Regions from separate parts of the Mus musculus genome. Here regions 1, 2, 4 and 5 are each linked to region 3. The links are chromatin contacts, called in public HiChIP or PLAC-seq, Micro-C and promoter capture Hi-C maps. All regions are on one chromosome and are shown on one strand. The core of a region is the stretch at or near the end of the contact, and the rest is flanking DNA. Distances in the headings are between cores, read along the strand shown. Region 1 has its middle 8.9 kb from the start of Camk2n1. Region 2 holds the start of Aldh4a1 (aldehyde dehydrogenase 4 family, member A1). Region 3 holds the start of Nbl1 (NBL1, DAN family BMP antagonist). Region 4 holds the start of Fam43b (family with sequence similarity 43, member B). Region 5 has its middle 30 kb from the start of Tas1r2.

What was found. Promoter capture Hi-C pulls out the DNA fragments that hold promoters and counts their contacts. A called contact is a pair of places that touch in the nucleus more often than the background predicts. HiChIP or PLAC-seq counts read pairs in DNA pulled down with a chosen protein or histone mark.
Region 1: a contact with region 3 is called in a FOXA1 HiChIP or PLAC-seq map of pancreatic cancer cells. The contact joins the enhancer-like site here to the promoter of Nbl1 in region 3. A contact is called at or near these places in 1 of 39 promoter capture datasets (liver) and 4 of 115 datasets of contacts at active chromatin or transcription factors (embryonic forebrain, embryonic stem cells, pancreatic cancer cells and 1 more).
Region 2: a promoter capture Hi-C map of embryonic stem cells shows a contact between it and region 3, with 2.8 times the contacts expected there. The contact joins the promoter of Aldh4a1 here to the promoter of Nbl1 in region 3. A contact is called at or near these places in 5 of 39 promoter capture datasets (HPC-7-derived erythroid cells, embryonic stem cells, hippocampal neurons and 2 more), 1 of 15 datasets of contacts at CTCF or cohesin (embryonic stem cells), 9 of 484 Hi-C or Micro-C datasets (the Ba/F3 cell line, the G1E-ER4 cell line, the P5424 cell line and 3 more), 4 of 115 datasets of contacts at active chromatin or transcription factors (embryonic stem cells, large pre-B cells and stem cell-derived neural progenitor cells) and 1 of 9 other capture datasets (embryonic stem cells).
Region 4: a Micro-C map of embryonic stem cells shows a contact between it and region 3, with 3 times the contacts expected there. The contact joins the promoter of Fam43b here to the promoter of Nbl1 in region 3. A contact is called at or near these places in 2 of 39 promoter capture datasets (hippocampal neurons and liver) and 1 of 484 Hi-C or Micro-C datasets (embryonic stem cells).
Region 5: a promoter capture Hi-C map of stem cell-derived epiblast-like cells shows a contact between it and region 3, with 4 times the contacts expected there. The contact joins the enhancer-like site here to the promoter of Nbl1 in region 3. A contact is called at or near these places in 2 of 39 promoter capture datasets (pre-B cells and stem cell-derived epiblast-like cells), 1 of 15 datasets of contacts at CTCF or cohesin (embryonic stem cells), 2 of 484 Hi-C or Micro-C datasets (cerebellum and embryonic stem cells) and 1 of 9 other capture datasets (embryonic stem cells).

The regions. Positions count from the first base shown.
Region 1 is chr4:138,462,688-138,465,392 of GRCm38.p6, forward strand. No RefSeq gene overlaps it. Among named protein-coding and RNA genes, the nearest start is that of Camk2n1, 8.9 kb to the left of the region's middle. Within about 2 kb of position 1,409, at least 189 of the 459 cell types and tissues checked have an H3K27ac peak or open chromatin away from gene starts, as enhancers often do. A contact at or near this core is called in embryonic stem cells, liver, pancreatic cancer cells and 1 more, where this site is marked.
Region 2 is chr4:139,621,542-139,624,408 of GRCm38.p6, forward strand. Aldh4a1 (aldehyde dehydrogenase 4 family, member A1) reads left to right here and starts at 1,353. Exons shown (of 15, transcript NM_175438.4): 1 at 1,353-1,656. The coding sequence starts at 1,598.
Region 3 is chr4:139,091,619-139,094,380 of GRCm38.p6, forward strand. Nbl1 (NBL1, DAN family BMP antagonist) reads right to left here and starts at 1,352. Exons shown (of 4, transcript NM_008675.2): 1 at 1,209-1,352.
Region 4 is chr4:138,395,129-138,397,851 of GRCm38.p6, forward strand. Fam43b (family with sequence similarity 43, member B) reads right to left here and starts at 1,330. Exons shown (of 1, transcript NM_001081672.2): 1 at 1-1,330. The coding sequence starts at 879.
Region 5 is chr4:139,682,526-139,685,422 of GRCm38.p6, forward strand. No RefSeq gene overlaps it. Among named protein-coding and RNA genes, the nearest start is that of Tas1r2, 30 kb to the left of the region's middle. Within about 2 kb of position 1,581, at least 15 of the 459 cell types and tissues checked have an H3K27ac peak or open chromatin away from gene starts, as enhancers often do. A contact at or near this core is called in embryonic stem cells, pre-B cells and stem cell-derived epiblast-like cells, where this site is marked.

The DNA of each region.
Region 1 (2,705 bases), core at 159-2,658, 630 kb before region 3:
TTTCCTCCCAGTGGTTGGAGTAGTGTGCTGGGTGGTAAGAACGAGGCAGGGAGTCCCATTCTCCACATCATATCAGAGGCACAGGTGAGAGAGACGATGTTCACGGGCTGCTGTACTGGCCTGGGTCGCTGAGACGGTGGGGGTCCATCAGGGTCAAAGAATTCCCTCCTTTTCTTGTGTGCACACTGCGTCTTCGGGGGAGGGGGGCAATCTCTGTGCAAAGCGCATATTTTAGGGGCAAGAGCACTTCCACGTCTTGAGATCTTCTGCACAGGCCGTCAAGGAAGCCATTGTCCAGTAGTTCCATGTCCAGCAAAGAGAGACAGGCACAAGTTCAGAGAAGCCATGAATTCCAGGCACACCACAGGGCTGGAGAAGACCCAGGATTTGCAAAATCCCCCACAGTGTAGTCAGATGACCGATAGATGGAGCCGTGCAAAAAAGAGAAAGAGAGAGAGGGAAAAAAAAGATTTTTAACAAATTAATAGAAGCGACTTCCTGCGGAGGAACTGTCATCCTGGTTAGAAACTGTGCAGCCTCTAATCTTTTTCTTGGAAACTCAGGCAGCTGCTCTGGTTTACACAATCTGCCTATGGGAGGGAAAGGGAACAGGGAATCAACCGTGCTGTCCTTATTCAACAGCAGAGAAGTCTCCTAAACCATATGCAAAAATAAATCTCAGGCAGTGCCTGTAACCCAGGAAACCTGGCAGCTGGACTGAAGCCTGCTGGGCGGCCTGGGGACAAAGATCTTAGGTCCAAAGACCCAAGCCCCACTGCAGAGGGACCAAGAGTCACAGACAGACAGACAGACAGACAGACAGACAGACAGACAGACAGACAGACGGACAGACATCCCCAGCCTTCCCCTCAAGTGTTCCCGATACACAGATTTGCCTGACCTTGGCACCCCTCATGCTGGAGGGTCTGTCCCTAACTCGGGGCCTGGGGGGACACCCCCAGAGTCTGGAACAGGGTCCTTGACCTAGAGGCAGCTGTTTTGAGGACAAAGGGTCACCAAGAGGGGAGGAAGTCACAGGGAGGACAGGCTGTATTGGGGAGGACCCGGAAGTATGCCCTGGGAAATCCTAAGAGAATAGCTGATGGGAGGGGTGGGCAGTCGATGAGGGGGGAGAAAGCAGACCGCGACAACCCGGATACAGCTAGGGAAAGAAATGCCCTGTGGGACGCAGCTGGGTGGCCAAGGGTTTCAGGAGTTTACCCTGGGAGGGTGTTTTATGAAGGAGATGAACTCAGTGAATTCATTAATTAAGTCCATATTCATTCAACAATTTTTTTTTTCTGGCAGGCAGAGAGGGGGCGGGGCTTGTGCTTGGCACTGGGGAGACAGTGCTTGCTAGAGGGAGGCCCTTTCCGGTCCAGAAACCACAGTGTCTGGTCTGTGACCTTTCAATGACTGAATTTCAAGAGGGTGGGGGTGGGCCCAGGGGAAGTGCAGGCAACCTCTAGGGGAGTCCCAGGGAGATCGCTGCCAGCGCCCAGCTTTTGAGTTTCACAAAGAGATCATGATTTCCTTCCTTTCGGCCAGGGCTGGCTGTGTGACCACCATCCCTAGCAAGTATATTTTGTCTCTCTGGGACTCGTTTCTCTATGTAAAAAATAAAATAAAATAAAATCTTTCCCCTCATTTCTAGTTGTAGACCAGTGGTTGCTCTGTCCTGTCCCCATTTAAATGTCTAAATCTTTTCAGCAATTCTCCTAGGTAGTTATTGTTTACAACCCCATTCTACAGATACAGAACAATGAGGCGCGGAGCAGCAAAGGCACCTGCCTACATTCCCACTGGGACTGAAATCCAGCTAAGTTTGGTCCCTTATGCGCATGGTCCCCGCAACCCCAGTGCACGGAGGGGGTCTCACAACTAGCTTTTTATTATTTGTTTATTTATCTACACGCGAGGCTCCCAGCCCCCGGAGCTCAGGGATAGATTGTGAAGTGTTCATCCTCAAGCGGGTTTGGGGGTGGGGTGGGGGAGGGAAGGCCAAGGCTCTACTAGGCGGTGAACCCTGGACCAGGCCAACCGGTTGCCATGGGGACGGCTGGGCGGAGATGTGGGCCAGGCAAGCAGGTTGCCTGGCCAGGGTAGTTCCGGGGAGCTTCCCTCCCTCAGTGCGGGGAGTGGCACCCGGGACTGTGCTTTCCTGGCAGCCAAGGCCACAAGAATTCTTGGCTCGCAGACAGGAAAGACCACAAGTCCCCTCCAGACGTCTGAGCTTTAGCGACCTGGCCCGATCCTCCGAGCTTGAAGGCTATCTTCAGTTCCTCTGTGTGAATTATTTACTGCATCTGGCGGCCTCCCCGGAGGCCTCCCTGCGGGCCCTCCGCCCTCCTCCCTCCTCCCTCCCTCCCTGCCTGCCCTCCCCCCCCCCCCCCTCGCGCGGTGTGTCTCCACTTTCTGGTTCTAGCAGCCTTTTTCCCTCACTGTCCAAGAAGTTTCCTGGGCTAGGCCCCAAGGGAAGCCCCGGGAAAGCAGCTTTCCCCTGTCTCCTTCATGCCAGAGGCATTGACTGCACCACTTGGCTCCCTATGAAGGCTAGCATCTTATTCTGTGGCATTGGGATGGTAATTCCTGTTCTGGATGCTTCCAGGACTGAATGCTAATCAGATCCCAAACGGTGATGCGGAGGTGTGTGGCCTTTGCATTGTATCGGAGCCTAATGTCACCATTACGTGCCTTTTAATTTC
Region 2 (2,867 bases), core at 103-2,602, 530 kb after region 3:
CTCACTCTGTAGACCAGGCTAGCCTCAAACTCAGAGATCTGTCTGCATCTACCTCCTAAGTGCTAGATGTAAAGGTATGCACTACCACTGCACAGCTACTTGGGCAAAAAAAATTCTTAATTTGTGATTGATGTGGGAGGGCCCAGCCTATTCTAGGTAGTCCAACCCCTGGACTGGCGGTCCACCTGTAAGGCTGAGCAAGCCAGTAAGCAGCGTCCCTCCACGGCTTCTGCATCAGCTCCTGCCTCCAGGTTCCTGCCTCAGTGATGAGCTGAAAATTTGCACACGTAAACCTTTAACTCCCCACTTGCTTTTTGGTCATGGTGTTTTGAGGCGAATCTGCCCAGTGTGGTATCAAATTAGAACCAGAGGGACCCCAAAGTAAATGCCCTGGTTACATTGTCAAAGACAGAGAAACACGTTGAAGCAGGACTGTGGTGGTGCAGGCCTTTAATCCCAGCACTCTGGAGGCAGACCTGCGGGTGGATCTCTGTAAATTCAGGGCCTGGTCTATAGAGCCAGTTCCAGGATAGCCAAGGCTACACAGAGAAACCCTGTCTGAAAAAGTAAAACCAAGCCAAAAAAAAAAAATTAAAAAAATTAAACAAAAACAAAACCCAAAGAGAATAAAGTAAGAAAACCCATACCAGTATCTTAGGAATACAGTGGTTCCCTAAGGCATCATTCTAAGAGCAGGTTTCGGAAGCTGTTTTAATACGTTCGAGTATTCATCAAACAACGTCTCATGAAGAAAACTGAAAATTTTAACCACGGGGCAGAGGGACAGAGGGACAGAGGCAGGAACAACTGGTTTTTGTGGCTAGAGGCTTTTAAGAAAAGGAAGAAATAAAGAAAATTAAAACGAAGAACGTTAAGTTCAGGCCCGCTAGGGTTTTATCTCATTCTGATTCCAATCTGGAAGGAAGCAAGCCCAGGCTTGGCCCTGAGCCAGGCTGGGAGATGGAGGGCAGATCAGGCTCCATGCACGGTGGCAGCCCCCGGGGAGGTGGCAGGGAGCTGGCCTTGGTGTGGCTCGGCGGGCCCGGGCAGAGTTGTAGCCTGCAGATGTCCAGCCTTCCAGCCACCAAGTGTTGGGGACCCAAGTAGCACCTGTCGCGTCGACCGGGTCCCCCCCCCCCCCCCCCCCCGGCCACTTCTACTACTGAGCACGCGCTCTGTGCAGGATCTGTCATTGGCTCCTGCAACTCTCCAGCCCTGCCTAAGAAGGCTGCAGCTTGCCTGTCCTGCTGATTGGCCTGGAGGCTTTCATGCGAGACTCTGATTGGTCAGTGAGGCTCACGCCCTCTCTCCTTGGGTCATACCATAAGGAGAGGAGACGAGGAGAAGAGAGTATCATTTCAGGGCTTTTCTGCTGCATTCTCTTGACCCGCAGTCCACAGTAGCAATTTTGATGTTAAATACAGCTGATGTTTATTGACAGAGGGGGAAGGGTACCCGAGGAGGGGCCCCGAAGGAGGTGGACCGGGCGATGCTGCGCCTCCCGCAGAGGTAGTGCGCTCCGGGCTTGTCTAGTCCAGCCCGGTGGGGCTGACTCTGAGCTTCCCACAGCTGCGCAAGACTGTTAAGAGTCTCCGCGATGCTGCCGCTGCCGTCGCTCCGCCGATCCCTGCTGTCCCATGCCTGGAGGGGCGCTGGGTGAGTGAACCCCTCTGCTGCCTGAGTCCTGAGAGCCGTGGACAGATCCCACTCTGTGGGTCCTCCAGGTTGCAGCCATTATCTCCAGGGTCCCTATGGCTCCCCTAAGTGCGCGCCGGGTCGCGACCTGCAGAGCCACTCTCCCATGGAGAACCTGTGGCGCCTTACCAGGTCTCTCTAGAGCAGTGGTTCTTAACAAATGCTGTGACCCTTTCCTCTTGGTGTGGTGACTCCCCAACCGAAAAATTATGCCACTTCATAACCGTATTTTGCTACTGTTATAAATCGTCATGTAAATATCTAATATGCAGAATAGCTGATATGCGACCCCTGTGAAAGGATCGCTCGGGGTGGCGACCTACAGGTTGCAAACCAATGTCCTAGATGGCCAGTTTTCCTATCCAAGGAACCCCAGGGAGGGTGTGGCGTCCGGATTTGTGCCCACGCCCCCTTCCTACACCCCTCTTTCTCCTAACGCTGTATATTTCAAATTTGCTGATTCTCCCAGACCTTGGCCGGCCCTGTGTTCCCATTCTGGAGCCTTCCGACACTCCCAGGGACCTCTCCACCCCACTCCCTTTTTGTTCAATATTGGGCTTTTGTTTTACGGTGGGTGCCATAATGACTTTTATAACGTGTGATGCGGCTCTGCGTGGCATGGGGCTCATTTTGAGGTTTGCCTAAATCCATTCAGACAAGTTCCTTAATAAATCACCGGGAGGCAGAGGCAGGCAGGTCACTGAGTGCAAGGCCAGCTTGTTCTGCAAGAGCAGGTTCGAGGAGGGTCAGGGATACACGAGAAACCCTGTCTCAAAAACAAACAAACAAACAAACAAACAAACAAACGTAATGAAGAGACAGGTAAGCCCTAGGGCAGAGAGCTGCTTGCTTTCAGCCAGAATCCTGGCTGCCTTAGTGATGTGTTCCAATATCCTGCCCCAGTATGGCTCACGGCCTGTTTGAACTTGGGTATTATTCCCCATTTCTGCCTGCCTTCCTTGTACAGTTTACACAGCACCCCCACACCCCTACTTTGGTTACTGTTTGCCTGCTCTGTGGCCTGTGACCCACCGTGTCCACCTCCACTGAGTTGTGACCTCTTTGAGTTAATCAGTGACCCTTTCCCTGCTCCCATGGGATGACCTGGGTGAGTTTCAACCCTTCCTCATGTTGTGTGACGCTATTAGGCAAAGGACATGGGATTGGGGGGT
Region 3 (2,762 bases), core at 102-2,601:
AAACGCCCCGGCCTTGTCTCTTCTTTGGCTCTAAGTCAAGGCAAACCCGCCCAAATAGTTCCAGCATCCGTGGGAGTCTCAGGAGGCTGGCTGCTCAGTGACAAAGAGTGGGGGGCTGCCTGTTGACAACTTATTTCCCCACCCTCAGCCTGTGCCAATAGGCTGTTTTCCTGGGGTGTTCCGAGTTGCAGGCTGGTGGCTTCCAGCTGGGCAAGGCCTTGGAAAGCCTGGAAATGTGGCTTTCTCCCTTGATGCCTCCCAACTTCCCACCCCCACCCCCAGCCAGGCCAAGGCAAGCAGCTGCCCCCTTTAGTGACGCTTGTAAAAGATCATCGCCTGGCCCGGGAGCCAGAGCCGGCTGGAGGGCAGGTGGCCGGCAACAGAGCCCTGCGGTGAACACTGCCTCACTGGGGTGGAATGCTTACAAGGCTCTCCCCGCTGGAAACGCCAGCTAGCTCAGGCAGGCGGGCGCTCACGCTTGTTCTCTCTCCCTCTCTGCCCCTGCAAGTGGGGGTGGGTGACACCGGCCAGACTTTCGAGCAGGGAAGAAGAGGAATTGGGGTCTTTTGTAGTGCCAGAGGCACTCTCCACGAACCCAGCTGGGGGACCGCGCCTCAGAAGCTCCGGCAGGATGCTTTGATTTGGAGAGTGGAGGTCGGGAGGCTCTGCGCGACCGAGAGAAAACAGAGAGACAACACGAAAGTAGAGACACAAGCCCAGAGAAAGTGAAAATCGAGGCGAGAGGGACAGAATAAAAAAAGCACGGGGGAGAGGAAATGGAGCGATGGAGAGCCAGAAACCTGTGGATGGGAGACAGGGACCAAATGAGCAGCAGCTAAGAAGGGACCAGGATAGATCCAGAGGACGCGTGAGTCCAGTGTACCAGCGCTGCCCGGCGCCTGCCGGGCGACGCTCTCCCTCCTACTCTCAGTCCTGGCGGTGAAACTCCTACAAGAAACGGAGCCCCGGGGCGCGGCTGGCGACCGGCTCCGGACGCCGCCGGTGCCCCCTGGCCACCGGGGAGCCGCGCCCACGTCCCCAGCGCGGGCGATCGGAGGCGCCTGGCTGGCCGCCGGGCTGCGTAACACGAGGGTCGCGAGCTGGAGGGGAGCGGAGAGGGACTGCCGGACTCGGGGGACACTGCGGGTCGCCGGAGCAAAGGGGCTCCGGTTGCCCCGCTCCGGCATGCGGGCCCGGGCGAGACTTACCGCGCGCGGCGGCCGCGGGGAGCGCGGCGCGTCCTCCTGGGGGTCCTAGAAAGTGGGGTGCGAGCCGCGGGGGTCGCAGGCCCGGGGTCCTCGGGCTGGGGCGGCCCCGCGAGGCTCGGCTGGGCTGCGCTGCTGGCCGTCTGCGGCCCCGGGCGGGCGCGAGGCGCGGGGGAGCGGCGGGCCGAGCGCCTCCGACGTCAGGGTGTCTCAGCTCCAAATAGGGAGTGAGGGCGGGGGCAGCGGCGACGAGGGGAGGGACGCGCGGGCAGGGCGGGCGAGCGAGCGAGCGAGGGCCGCTCCCTCCACTCGTGAGCAGGGGCGCCCGAGCCATGGGCCCCGCTCCCCGACGGCCGGGACAGGGATGAAAGGGCACGAGCCAAGCGTCCGGCCGCTTCCCAGGCTTCGATTCCCCTCCGCCTGGCTTTTCTAGGCAGTCAGATCTTGCCAGGCCTTGGAGTGACAATAGTGGGTCTTTGGAACTCTTGGAGTGGGAGCCTGGCTTTGGACACGAGCTGAGTGTGGCGCTCCAACCTATTGGGGGTTCCAACACCCGGGATCCATCCTACGCTGTGCCTGTTCTTCCCTCGGGAGGTTGAGTTCTGATCTCCGCTGTGTCCTTGCCCCTTGACCTTCAGTTGCCTCCAAACAACTTAGCCGGAGCATCCAGAGAAAGGGCTGAGAGGCCAAAACACAGACTCACTAGGGCTCCTTGAAAAGAGGACAGCACGGTTCCCCTCAGGGAGAGGCTAGCTCTCTAAATCCAATAAGGTGGATTGCACTGGTGTAGCCTGGTCTATTGGTGTAAGAAGAGTGCTCTGGATTGGAGCTGTAGCTTAGTATAGCAGTGCTTTCCTAGCATGCAGGAAACCCCGACCTCCATCCCTAGCATCCTCTATACTGGGTCTAGTGGTGCCCACGCAAGGCCCACAGTCAACTAAAATAGCAAGTTCCAGGCCACCGTACAAAGAAGAGAAAGACGGTATTGGGGCGCCTTTGTTCCTTGAAGGTGATAGCCCACTGCACCATCAAACAAAATGTCCAGACTTAGAGACCTATCCGTATCAGTTACACACGCCTGAATGCACTCAGCCCTGCTCATCTGATGTCTCCAAGGTGCCAAGCATGGAGAGTGGGGAGTGGCAAGAAAGCCTCCTAGTGACTTAGTGGCCACACCATGGCTGCCCCAGGCGATCTGCTCTTCAATCCTAGCTGCTGTGCTGTTCTTCAGCCTAGAGTTTTCTGCCGCCCTTCGTCTCCCTTTCAATGCATCCTTCATCTACCAGGTGGAAAACTTTCCCAAGCTGCTCAGGTGACGTACACTTCCTCCTCCTCCAGGAGTGATCTTGCAGCCTGGGATACATATCTGCTCGTGCTAATCTCTCTTTATGATCTTCTCCATCGGCTCCCTGAGGGCAGAGCCCTTCATTTTGTTTCCGTGTTATCTCCCATTTAATAAATGCAGAGGGCCCAGAGACAACTTGAGTAGTTCATCAAAAAGTTATAAAGTGCAGAAGCTAAGGTTTGGCAGAACCCAGCCTTGCTACATTGTGGCAT
Region 4 (2,723 bases), core at 80-2,579, 700 kb before region 3:
GCTGAGCACCTCGGGCCGTTCGCGCTGCAGGGCTCCTTCCTCGCTATCCCGGGTGTCCTCCTCCTCCGCATCCTCCTCCTCATCCTCCTCCTGGATGCTGCTGAGCCGCGGAGCTCCGCGACCGCGCTCGCCCGGCGGAGGCCGGTAAGCGCACTTGGCGTTGAGCAGGCGGCGCAATGGAGCCCGGGGTACCGAGGCGGCGGCGCCCCCCGCACGGAGATGCTGCTGGCGCACGTGGCGCGCATCGCTCTGGCGCTGCAGCCGCTTGAAGTCGCTGAAGGCCGCCAGCGCAGTCTGGTGGAGCAGGCGGGCCAGGGAGCGCGCCTTGTGCGCCCGCGCCAGCAACACAGCGTGGCAGCGCAGCACCACGGCCTTGTGGCGTGCCTGGTGGCGGTAGACCCAGGTGAAGACTCGCGGGTGGCGCCCATCCGCCGCGCAGTAGGTGATGCGCGGCAGCAGGTAGGCGTGCGCCGGTCTGCGGCCCCCCGAAGCCCCGGAGCTGCGTTCGCTCGGCTGCATGCGGATGCCGTGCGGACCCAGGGTCAGTTTCATCTTCGTGCCCCCTCCCGGCCCGCAGCGCGCCCAAATCCTGCCCACAGCGTCGTCGGTGCAGCCGTCGCCCTTGGCATGCAGGGTGACGGCGTTGCCCAGGTACCACACGGTGTAGGTGGGGTCCTCCTTGTTAAGCTCCACTTTCTGGCGCCGGCTGCGGAACACGCGGCCCAGACGCTCCAGCGGCCAGTCCGGTAGCAGGTCCGGGCAGGAGCGCAGGAAGCTGGAGAGCAGCGACGTGTAGGCGAGCCCGGGGCTCAGGCTCTTCGCCTTGCGCTTGGCCTCGTCCTCCACTAGCACGAATTTGTTCCGTCTCCAGGGCAGCATCGCGGCGGCCCAAAGGGCAGGGAGCGCGGGGAAGCTCACTTGGGTCCTGGAAAGGCCAAAGGCGCTCAGAAGCCCACCGCCCAGGACTTGCGACAAGCTGGGCGGCGGCCGAAGACAGTCCTTGTGAGAGATGCCCAGTATCCGGCGGGGCTGGCTTCGCAGATGCCCGGTGCCCAGCCAGGCTGTCCGCTGAGATGCCCGTGCGGCTGCTTGATCGGCTCGGAGCAGCTTCCCCCAGGAATGACTCCAGCCGTCTGGGAAGCAAGGAGGGACAGGGTTTGGAGCAATAAATGTCCCCAAGGCCCGACTATAGGGGCGATTGCCACTGTCCCTGCCGCCGAGTCAGTGGCAGGGACGTCTTTAGAGCAGGGTCTGGTGGTTGCTGGATGAGGTGGACCAAGAGCACCGCTGCGGTGGGGACTCCTTCAGGCGTCGCGACTCCACCTCCCTTGGCTGCCTGCATCACCGGGCGGTACCGCTAGCTCTCTTGTCCCCTCCCTCTCCCCCGCCCCCTCCGCGCAGACTCGCGCTTCCCAAGACCCAGCACAGGCGCGTTGGAACTGTTTTAAGCTTTATCATTGGAAGGATGAAGAATAGAGGGGCAGCGAAGGAACGGGAATCCCCTAAAATATTGCGGAGGGATTTACGAATGTAAATTTCTCCAGCTTCACTGGTGGACTCCGAGTTCCCAGGGAGAGCCCCTTCTCTTTCTAGGGTTCCCGCCTGCTGTCCCTCACCCACAGAGCGTTCCTACCCGCATCTCTCCTCTCTGAAAGCAGAGATTTGGGGTGGGTTCCTGCTGGGGTTTGGTGCCCTTTGCCTCTTCTGTGCACAGCATAAAGCCAGCTGAGGTGGCCGAGAGCAGAGCAGTGGAAAAGTACTGTCTTTTAGTGAAGCTTTCTCCCAGGTTCCTCCAAGGTCGTGGACTAGGCCGCTTCCCCTGAGCTGAGAGACTGACTGGTCGGTCACACCACCACACCAGCAACCGCTGGTGGTCAGGACAGAATAGGGGAGAAGATTCTTGATGGTGGGAAAGGGTTTCCAGAGCAGACCTGAGACTTGTGGGAACTGCAGCAGGGAAGCTCTCCCTCTGGTCACAGTGCAGCCTCTGGCTCTTTGAAGATTAGACAGATAATGTCCTATCTGCAGAGACCGACTTTGGAGTTCCCAAGTGCTTGGCATTCGCGATCTCCTCAAATCCTTCAGACAAGGCAGTTCAGGCTCATGTGGTTGGAAGGAGATGGGTCACTCAGAACCTAGTGACCCCAGAGCTGGCCCTCGCCTTCTCTCTTCCCTCCAACCTTTGGCCATTCTGCATAGAGTCCAGGCACTTGTCTCCATCCTCTGGGGAGGGGCTCTAGAGTCCTGAAAAAACAAACCAAAACCAAACCAACCAAACAAACAAAAACCAGCCCTATGTCAGGACACACAGTTAGTTCTCTGAGTTTAAGCCTCAGGCTTCCAGACTTCCTGGACTGTTCTTATGTGGGCCCCAGGTCCCACGGCTTTAAGGCTCTCTATTGCCAACACGAGTTAAAAGTTGGGTCCTGAGCTGGGCGTGGTGGTACACACCTTTAATCCCAGCACTTGGGAGGCAGAGGCAGGAGGATTTCTGAGTTCGAGGCCAGCCTGGTCTACAAAGTGAGTTCCAGGACAGCCAGGGCTACACAGAGAGACCTTGTCTCGAAAAACCAAAAAAAAAAAAAAGGTGCTGGAGTGATGGCTCAGTGGTGAAGAGCACCGACTGCTCTCCCAGAGGTCCTGAGTTCAATTCCCAGCAACCACATGGTGACTCACAACCATCTGTAATGGGATCTGATGCCTTCTTCTGGTGTGTCTGAAGA
Region 5 (2,897 bases), core at 331-2,830, 590 kb after region 3:
CATAGTTGAGCTGCATTTGTCAGGACTCCATAGAGGGAAACTCTTCTGGTGGTGTGCTGCAGTTTTTTGCTGCTTCTGCGGACTTGGGCTGATTGGCAGAGGGAATGTCAGCTGAGACAGACGCATGTGCTGAAGCAAGACCCATGCTGAGGCAAGACCTGTGGAGGACACAGTGATGTTTGGAGAGAGTATAAAAGGACTTGACGGATGGTGACGAAGGCTGAGCTTGGCTTGCTTCTAGAACCAGCTGTGCAATGCTTGGATCTCAAGTCTTTGCTGATCTTCACTTCCCAGAGAGAGGCACAGCCCAAAACTTTTCCTGGTGTCCCTCTTGCTGCTGACTTGTGCCAAGGCTGAGGCCTGGCTGTCTCTGCTAGGTAGTGTCACCACTGCTGATTCGTGTTTGCTATCCCGACTCTACCGAACTGGACTGTTCTGTATCCATGAAGTGTTTGCGAGTGGATCGAGCTGCTGCTGTCTGCTGATCTGAACTGCAGATCTCCAGACAGCACAGGAGGGAGTTGCTCAAAACAAAACAAAACAAAACAAAACAAAAACCACATTTCTAAACAGGTCCACTTGCCTCGCATCCTTTTTTTCCCACTACCTCTGGTGGGTGGTGGGCTACAAGGAAGGGTAAAGCATTTAAGAACCATCATTAAAAATAGGTTTGGAAAAATGAAAGTTACAGTTCACAATTTCATACATGCATACAATGTACTTTGACCCTATTCACCCCCCACTGTCATCCTATCCCTTCTCCTGATCACCCTCTTCTTCCCAGCCCGCCCCCCACTTACTCAACCAAAGGGAAGAAGGGAGCCAGGTTTGGGGGAAGGGAGAGCTTTGGGCTAGACAATTGGGTCCTGGGATAGGGCTCATCCCAGCTCCTCTCCAGACTCAGTGACCTGTCTGTCACAGGGGTGGTGTATTTGGTCACCTTCCTTGTTACTAGGGCATAATACCTGGTAAGACATGACTTAAATGGGAGAAGGCCTTATTTGGTTCATGGTTTAGTTCATGAGGTGCAGTCTATCATGGTGGGGAAGGCATGTGGGCAGAGTGAGTTGGCCGGTTGTCGGCTCTTTGCCAGCAGGTCCAGGAGAGAGGAGAGAACCCGGTCCAGCCTGGTCTGTCTGGGGCTGAGTGGGATGGCCCAGGCAGGGAGTCTTGTCAAAGAAGGACCTCACTTTACTAAACTGGGCACTTACTTATATAGAGAAGTCAATAAGGTAGGGATAGGGGTATGGGGTGAGATGACCTATGGGGTGGAGTGAGGTGATGAGGGGGTGCGAGGTGATCTCACGGGGCCTATAAGAAATTGACACATCAGTGGTAGCTAGGCAGAGGCAGTCTCATTCCGGCCGGTAGGTCATGCTGAGTCATTCTCAAAGAGGAGGAGAATGACAGGTCTCAAAAATTGAGCCAGGCTTTGGTTTGTCCTCAAGGCCCAAACCAAGGCCAAATAGGGCCCAACATGGGTCACGTGGCATCTGTAGTCAGAACCCAGTGAGAGACGGGTCCAAGGTCCCAGGCCACAGGATAATGCGGTCCACAGGATGGCGCCACCCACAGGGTAGTACCGCCCACAGGATGGCTCCGCCTACAGGGTAATACCACCCACAGGATGGCTCCGCCCATAGGGTAGTACCACCCACAGGATGGCTCCGCCCACAGGGTACTGCCACCCACAGGATGGTGCCGCCCACAGGGTGAGTCTTCCCAGGTCACTTAAATGTCTCTAGAGACCTGTCCAAAAGGATGTTTTCATTATTTCCAAACCGGTCGCGTTGATAACGAGGACAAACCATTCCAGGCTTGCTGGACCAGCCTGTCTGCAGTGTTCAGTGAGAGCCCTGAATATGGGTATCTACTTCTGTGGCCTCACATGTTCTTTGCCCCGGGGCCTCCATACTTCCAAGCCACTTCACCCAACTGCCAGCCTCGTTATCTGTGCCAGCCAGTCCTCGCCCACAGGGAGGGTGGTACTCAGCCTGAGAACGTGAAGCAGAATTAGAATTTGAGGGATGTGTTTTGAGTGAAATCCCATGATCTCTTTACCTAGTCAGCGCTGGACTTGAAACCTCAGTTTCCCCAGTTATGAACCCTGAAGGGAGGAGCTCTTCCCAGGTTGCTCTAAAGACGAAACCTATTAGAGGCCACAGGGCAGGGATGTTCCTGCAACTCCCACTGGTTCTCAGGGTCATGCCTTGGCCTCTGGGGTCCTTCAGAAATGGATCCCATTGGACCCCATGTGTTCTCTGAAGGGCAGTCCCAGAAGCTGACAGCAGATGGCGATGTTGGTCTCATTCTTGGGCCTCTCAGGTTCCCTTCTCCAGGGACTGGAGAGCTGGGACAGATGGACAGGCAGACAGACACTCGATATGCACACAAAACATGGAGACACATGGAAGAGCACAAAGCTGTTTTATATTAAAGTGTCATGCAAATGTGCAGCCTAGTTAGGTTCTAGTACCTCATGTGTTTTTACATGTCATGGGTGTCATGGCCTCTGTCAAACTTGACATGTGTGTGAGACAGAAAGCAAGAGCAGAGATGAGCACAGGGCAGCTGTGTTGGTTTGGGCACATGGGTGCCTGAGTCTGTGCCTGTGTGCATAGGAGGCTGCGGGATTGTGAGGGGATGGGTGTGTAAGGACTCTTGTGCCTCAGCCGTGTGTGGAGAGATATGTGGATGGATGCCTGTGTGTGCACATGCATGCAGCTTATGTGTGTGCATATATTTATGTTTATATTTGTGTTTCCTGTGTGTTTGTGTGCATGTACACGTGTGCGTTTATCACAACCCTTTCTTAGAGAATGACGGGAATCAAGACCAAGGGACTGAATAGGAGACTCAGCTGCTCTTGCAGAGGGCTGGGTCCAATTCTAGCGTCC